2 separate regions of the Gossypium hirsutum genome follow, and region 1 is linked to region 2. The links are chromatin contacts, called in public Hi-C maps. All regions are on one chromosome and are shown on one strand. The core of a region is the stretch at or near the end of the contact, and the rest is flanking DNA. Distances in the headings are between cores, read along the strand shown. Region 1 holds the start of LOC107962898 (DEAD-box ATP-dependent RNA helicase 15). Region 2 holds the start of LOC107962901.

The links. Hi-C and Micro-C count contacts between places; a contact is called where the count stands out from the background.
Region 1: a Hi-C map of hypocotyl shows a contact between it and region 2, with 7 times the contacts expected there. The contact joins the promoter of LOC107962898 here to the promoter of LOC107962901 in region 2. A contact is called at or near these places in 5 of 34 Hi-C or Micro-C datasets (hypocotyl, leaf and petal).

Annotation. Positions count from the first base shown.
Region 1 is chrA06:37,089,239-37,092,691 of Gossypium_hirsutum_v2.1, forward strand. LOC107962898 (DEAD-box ATP-dependent RNA helicase 15) reads left to right here and starts at 1,944. Exons shown (of 12, transcript XM_016899450.2): 1 at 1,944-2,170; 2 at 2,291-2,410; 3 at 2,944-3,044; 4 at 3,392-3,453. The coding sequence starts at 2,295.
Region 2 is chrA06:36,787,804-36,791,071 of Gossypium_hirsutum_v2.1, forward strand. It overlaps LOC107962901, which reads right to left and starts at 1,511. Exons shown (of 5, transcript XR_005928630.1): 1 at 1,303-1,511; 2 at 416-1,195; 3 at 1-322.

The DNA of each region.
Region 1 (3,453 bases), core at 694-3,193, 300 kb after region 2:
AATTAGGTTTAATACTTAATTTATTAATTATGTTTAATTTTATGCAATTATTAAAAAATGTTAAGATAAAAATATTAAAAATTTATTTAAAATATCAAAATTTTGTATTAATTGAAATCAACTTGTATGCATAAGTACTGACAATAAGTAGACCTATTTATGGACCGGATCGAGCCTGAAGGCCTACCAGAAAAGTGAGAGGGTTTGAGTAAAAATATAAGACCGAAAAATGAATTTGGACAAGAAATAAGGTTCGTTTAGAAAACGGGTCAGGCCTCGGGTAAGACTTTTTTGACCAGAAATGATTTGTTTGTTTATTATTTTCTTGCTATTTTTTTATTATTTTCTTGCTTATTATTATTTTATTACTATTTTCTTGTTGTTTTTTTTACTATTTGCTACAATTTCATAATTATGTTGTTACTATTTTATTGTTATTATTTGGATACTATATAACTCTTGTTTTATTGTTAATTTTGTTATTATTTTAGAGACATTTACTTGTTAAATTGCACATATCTGAGTGTTATTTAAGTATACATATTTTTAAAATTTATTTTTAATTTGTTAGGAAACATTTTAATGCTTTTAGTATTTTTAATGTATTATATTTTTTTTAAAAATTAATATAGCTGAGCCGGGCTCGGGTTTTAGCATTTTTATCTGGATCAGGCTTGGGCAAAATTTTAAGCTCATTTTCGGGCCGGGCTCAGGCCTAACAAACAGGCCTTAATTTTTTATTGGACTTGGCCCGATCTATGGACACCTCTAACTAGGAGTGATATTAGTTCAGTTTGATCGAGCTTTTTTTTTAGATTTTTTTGAACCATTTGTCATAATTCGATTTGGTTCTCATTTTTTTCATTTTAATTTTGACTTATTTTAACAAAATAAGCTTTTTTTTATAACTTTTGAATATTATTATATAAACTTTTAAAATCTTTTTCGTAAATATTTCTAAAAACAATAATGTTTCAAGAACTTTTAAATTATTTTTACTATTTTTAATATAAAATATTTATTTTTATATAATAAAAAATATATTAATTATATATTAAATAAAAATAAAATTTGACTCGAGTTCGAATAATTATAATTTTTAAACTTGTATTTTATAAATTATCTGAACACTTTAATTTTTATCGATTTTCAATTTTTCTTGCTAGTACTAACTATATTGCATTGGTAAAAACCCATCAAATTTTTTATCGAAATAAAATTTAGATTGCATTTAGCATTTCTTTTCAAATGGGGTTTTTCAAGCCAAACGAAATTCTTATCCTTTAAATAATGCTAAATCATAAGTTTTTATTTAAAAATTATTTTTTCAAACTAAACTAAAAAAAAATGAAAATTCTATCTTTCGATTTTTCAAAAGCTAATTTGAGTTTCATATTATAAAATTATAGATTATAAATGATAAATGATAAATATGGTTTATACATTCAAACTAAAAGTTTTAAATATTTTATATTAATTGCTTAAAAATATGATTTAAATATTAACTTAATTTTACTTTGAAATATAATATCTAAGTAATCCTTTTAACTTTTGAAAGTACTTTTTATAACAATGCAAAATACTTAAAAATCTAAAAAGAGTTAATATAACTTTTAGTCTCACTTTGATATTTATATTTTTTTATCTACTTTGATACTTAATATTGGTAATTAAATTTGTTTTAATTTTTAAATTATATTTCATTAAAATTTGATAACGCAATACTATATGATAATATTATGTATATTTTAAAATTTCAAATAATGACATAATACAATATAAGAGTGTCACATTATTAATTTTTTTATTTTTAAAATTTAAAAGTAAAATAAGTGTAATTACCAAATTTAAGTACGAAAATAAAAATATAAATACTAAAATAAATTTAATTTCCATATTTTTTAATAAAGGTTAAAGATGTTCACAATTCGAACGCTATATCCAACTAGGGAGAGCAGTAGTCGATGGTAAATATTGAGAAGAAGCGAGGTCATTTCGGGCAATATCGACGATCGATAGTCGAACCCGAAAACCCTATTTTCTCTCTCTATTTTTCAAATCTAAATCTTTTCTTTCTTCCACTTTAAGTGCTAACCTTTTTCCTTTGCAGACTCTCTTTGAACTTAATCCTAAACCCCAAAATTCCCTCCTCTTTCAATTAACTTCTCAGGTAAATCTTCCAAATCTACAGTCTTTCTTTGAAATTTGTTTTTATGAGGACCATGTTTTCAGTTACTCTTCGATCTCCTACTTTGCTAAAACCCTAATTATTTGTTATTGGGATTTGTAGAAGAATGGGAGAAACGAGGGACAACGATGCTTACGAGGAAGAGCTTCTCGACTACGAGGAAGAAGAAGAGAAAGCACCTGACTCCGTGACTGCTAAAGTCAACGGCGAGGCCGGGAAGAAGTGAGCTTTTACTTTCTCTTTATTACTCCTTTTTCATTTCTTATTTAAATTATATTTGTTCTCATATAAGAACGAACGAACTTTGCTTCGAACAAGTTACGTGTAATGCGGATCGGTCCAGTACCGGGAATGAAAACTAGAGTACAATTCACTACTATAAAATTAAATTCGATAGATTCTTTTAGTGGGAACGGATTGCGATTTATTGGAACTTAAATATATGTAGTTTTTGTGTTTATATAAATACATAATTCTATATATATAATTTTTTTGTGAATTGTTTCTTTTAATCAGTAATTTTATAATAAACTGTATGCTAATTGGAACATTAGTTTTACTGAATTTGATCGTTAGTGATCTCTAATTGTGAACTTACATGTGAATTTGAGAATCTTTAGGGAGAGAGCAATTTCTGGTAACAGAAGGTTAGAACATATACTAGTTGCGTCAATTTTATTTTTCTTTGGTCTCAAATGATTTTATTTTGCTTTCGTATATGATGGTAATTAATATATTCTCCTTTTCTTCTGTAGGGGCTATGTTGGGATTCACAGTTCAGGATTCAGAGACTTCCTTTTGAAGCCAGAGCTTCTTCGGGCAATTGTTGACTCTGGGTTTGAGCACCCTTCCGAAGGCAAGTTTCTGACTCTTACTCTTTCGTTTCTATATATTTGTTAAAAGATATATGTAGTTCCGTTCCTAGAACCAAAATTGCAATTTAAATTACATTGATGGCTTGCTCTTTGGCAGTTTTATTGTTATTTTCTCAAGCTTGGGAATTCTACTCAAAATGTCCAATTTAGATTTATAGCCTCTTTTGTGTATGTTTAATGTGAATTTCTTGTTCAGCTTAAAACCTCTATTTTGATGCATTGTTTTTGCAGGTAATATGCAACTATCATAAAGTTAAATTAAAAGGATCGCGGAGGTTATATTTTACTTACGTCGGATTCCTTGATGCACATTTCTTTGGTTCATCAGTGCAACATGAATGTATTCCCCAAGCCATACTGGGTATGGATGTCATTTGCCAAGCTAAATCA
Region 2 (3,268 bases), core at 261-2,760:
AGCCATAACGAATTTTATTAGGAATTATGTTCAAAAACTAGATGGTTGAATAATTCCATACATGTTCAAAGAATGGAGTTGAAAAAGTGGCAGCCAACAGAGAACCCATTTGTGAAAATAAACTTTGATGCAGCATACAGAAAACATGAAAGCAAATCTTGCTCAGTGATTGCAATTAGAGATTCTATGGGGCGGGTATTGAGTTTTAGGGTTGAGTTAAATGATAATGTACCCTTGGTGTTCGCAGTCGAGGCTATTGCATGCGTTCAACTGGGCCTGGATCTGGGGTTTACGACAGTCGAAATTGAAGGAGATGCCCTATCTATTGTAAAAAAAATACACAAAGGAGGGGTGATAAATAAAAAATTTGTGCTTATATTAGAGATGGGCAAGGGCTGGGTAAAAGATTTCAAACCTGTCAATTTAAACATGGGCAAAAATTAACGAATTGGGTTGCTCATTTGCTGGCTGCAATAGGTCTAAAGAAAGGGGATCGATGCTTGATGAGAAATGGGTTTCCTGAGTATGTTAGAGAATAAGTGGAAATGGATCATAGGGGATAATGTTTTTGGTCTGGGTTTTTTCTTAGTTTGGCAAGTTGGGGGACAAGAAGCATATAGAGAAGAGAGATGAAATGGAAGTCGGATGGTTTCTAGTAATTGGAAAAAAAAAAAAGATAAATTATTGAGGGGTTACTATCTAGTTGTTGGATCACAGGAGTTGTGTCGCATTAATTGCTTCAAGAGTAAGCTCCTTTCTTTGTTGGATTATTGGGCTGATTGGGTTAGCCCAACTTTATTGTTTTGCCCGTTTGTTGCTTAAGCTTTATTTTTTGATTAATTGAATAAAATTCCAAATGATATTTTAAAAAAAATAAAAATAAAAAAGTGACCAACACTTAACACATATTTGAGGGGTACATATATATATAATAGGGGCTTATATCCAAGTTATAAAAAGAACATAGTGGGGATTAAACCAGGTAATAGAAATCTAAGGAATGTTGTTGGATGGAGAAAGTTTGCTGCACTCTTTTTGGCACGAGGTCGAAGAAGACTTCCACCGCCATAGCTTCCGCCTCCTTTCCCTCCTTTCTTCTTCTGCTCAATAATTACTTTCTTTTCTCTTTGAACCATCTTCAAATGAAGTGCTTCATGCCAACCCTTGATTGTTTTTTCATGTCTATCCAAAAAATCTGCATGGAAAAAAAATTAAATGGGTTTATTAAATTTCGTGATCTATTTTCTCCATTTACAAAATTTAAAATTCTTTTTTCAATAAGAAAAAAAAAAGAATACTTACCTTTGAGTTGTTTTTCCTTCATCGATTGCTTGAGATCATTGACAGTAGCCTGTGATGGTGAGATGAAAGCTGTTTCACTTAAGAAACATACAATTATGAAAATGATCCATTGAGAAACCCTTCTCTTCATTTTCTTTCCACTAGCAAATTTTTCCCCTTGGGCTACTTTTTTTTGGCCCTTTGAATTGTTTCTTTAATTAGCTTTGATGCCCGGTATTTATAATAAATCATTAAGGAATAAAGCACACATTATTTTATTTTCAAAAGATATGCTTACAATGTTTGATTAAATCATGGGATAAAGCTACTTTTAAATGCTCATGCATGTGATCGGGTACTGCTCAAAAGGAATCGCAAGGCAACTACGGGACAAATGAAAAGCCATTGTCGGGGAAATTTTTAATTTATATAACTGGTATCTTTATTTTGAATACTTGATAATAATTAAATCATGTTATTTTTTAATTAAGAATTCTAATTCAATGATTTATATAATTATTATTTTCCTTCAAAATTTACTTATTATTATGTTTATATTATGAATGAAAAATTGTTTTTGAAAATAATATGATTGTATAAATATTATTTGGTATTAATAGAGGTGGAGAAGGAGAGGGATAGTGTTGAAAGAAACTAATACGTTTATTTTAAAATTAATAGTCAGATAGGTAAATGAAATTCAGAATGAATGCTTAATATATTAAAATTTTGAGTGGAGAGAAATCTCTTTACTAACCGACATCGGAACTATTACATGTCCAATGTCCAATATTGAAATAATTTCAAAGGTTTTCCTTGACTTTGTTCGTTTTAACAAACAATTCGAAATGCCTCGACTCTTTTAGAATAGATTCGAGTCAAATAGCAATGATTCGAAACATTTCTTCTTATACTATTTTGAAAACCCAAAGACTCAATTGTATGAATATGTAAAATATAGGATTTCTAATCCTAGCTGAAAAAGGAGGGAAACAGATACTCAATTTAAAGTGAGTAAATAAAATTTCATACTCGATCTCATAAATACATATAGAATTATGTGAAAACTGTATTCAATAAAAGTATTTATAGGAAAAATAAGAGCTTGTCTAACCAAATTCAAATTGACAAAGATATAATAAATATATTAATCTTGAATTTTAATTTGAGATATTAATAGTGTGAATAGAATTATTTAAAATTTTAAATATAAAAATTAAATGTCAAACTTTAGTTAATAATTTTTACTTTATTTAAAGTGTATATTTTAACCGAAGTACATAGAGAAGGGGGTGGTTGATCAGCCATGTCCGACAAGGTTAAAGAATATATCTTACCAACTTCGAGGAATGCCTTTGCCAGCCTGGAAAGTAAAAAAGAATATACAAATGAAACCTTATTTTGCATTCCCAAGAACCTAAAAAAATGAGAAAAACTCTAATGGGAATTGTTTGTTCACCCCTTCCTAAGGTGACTGGTAATTTTGAGATTAAGGTAATTACTATAGTATCATATTTTTAAGTTTATCGATATTCTTTTAAATATTTTTTATATATGTAAATAAATATAATAAGCTTAATATCATTTCATCCTTATATTAATTTTGATTATTGTATCTCATTTACTTTCCTTCCATCAAAATTGTTTCCATTAAAAAAAATCTGATTTGATGGTTTAAGCCGATCGAACTCAAATGCCCGAATGCATTTTTTATTTTTCTCTTAATATTAAAAGATTTCCCTTGTTTTTTTCTTTATTCGTTTCTCTTTCTTCTTTCCTAGTAGAAGTTCAGCTTTTCCAGCCGAAACTTTAGGTGCACGAAAACTATCGCTAGCACTCACCATCGTCGTCGTTCCTCCGACCAACCACGGTGAATATTAGAGACCCAAGGGTTCCAATCCATTATGCCCAACCAAATGGTTTGTATGGCTCTTCATGATTTCATGAAATCATGTAAACTCGTCTTTAAGAAAATAGTTCTTCTAAT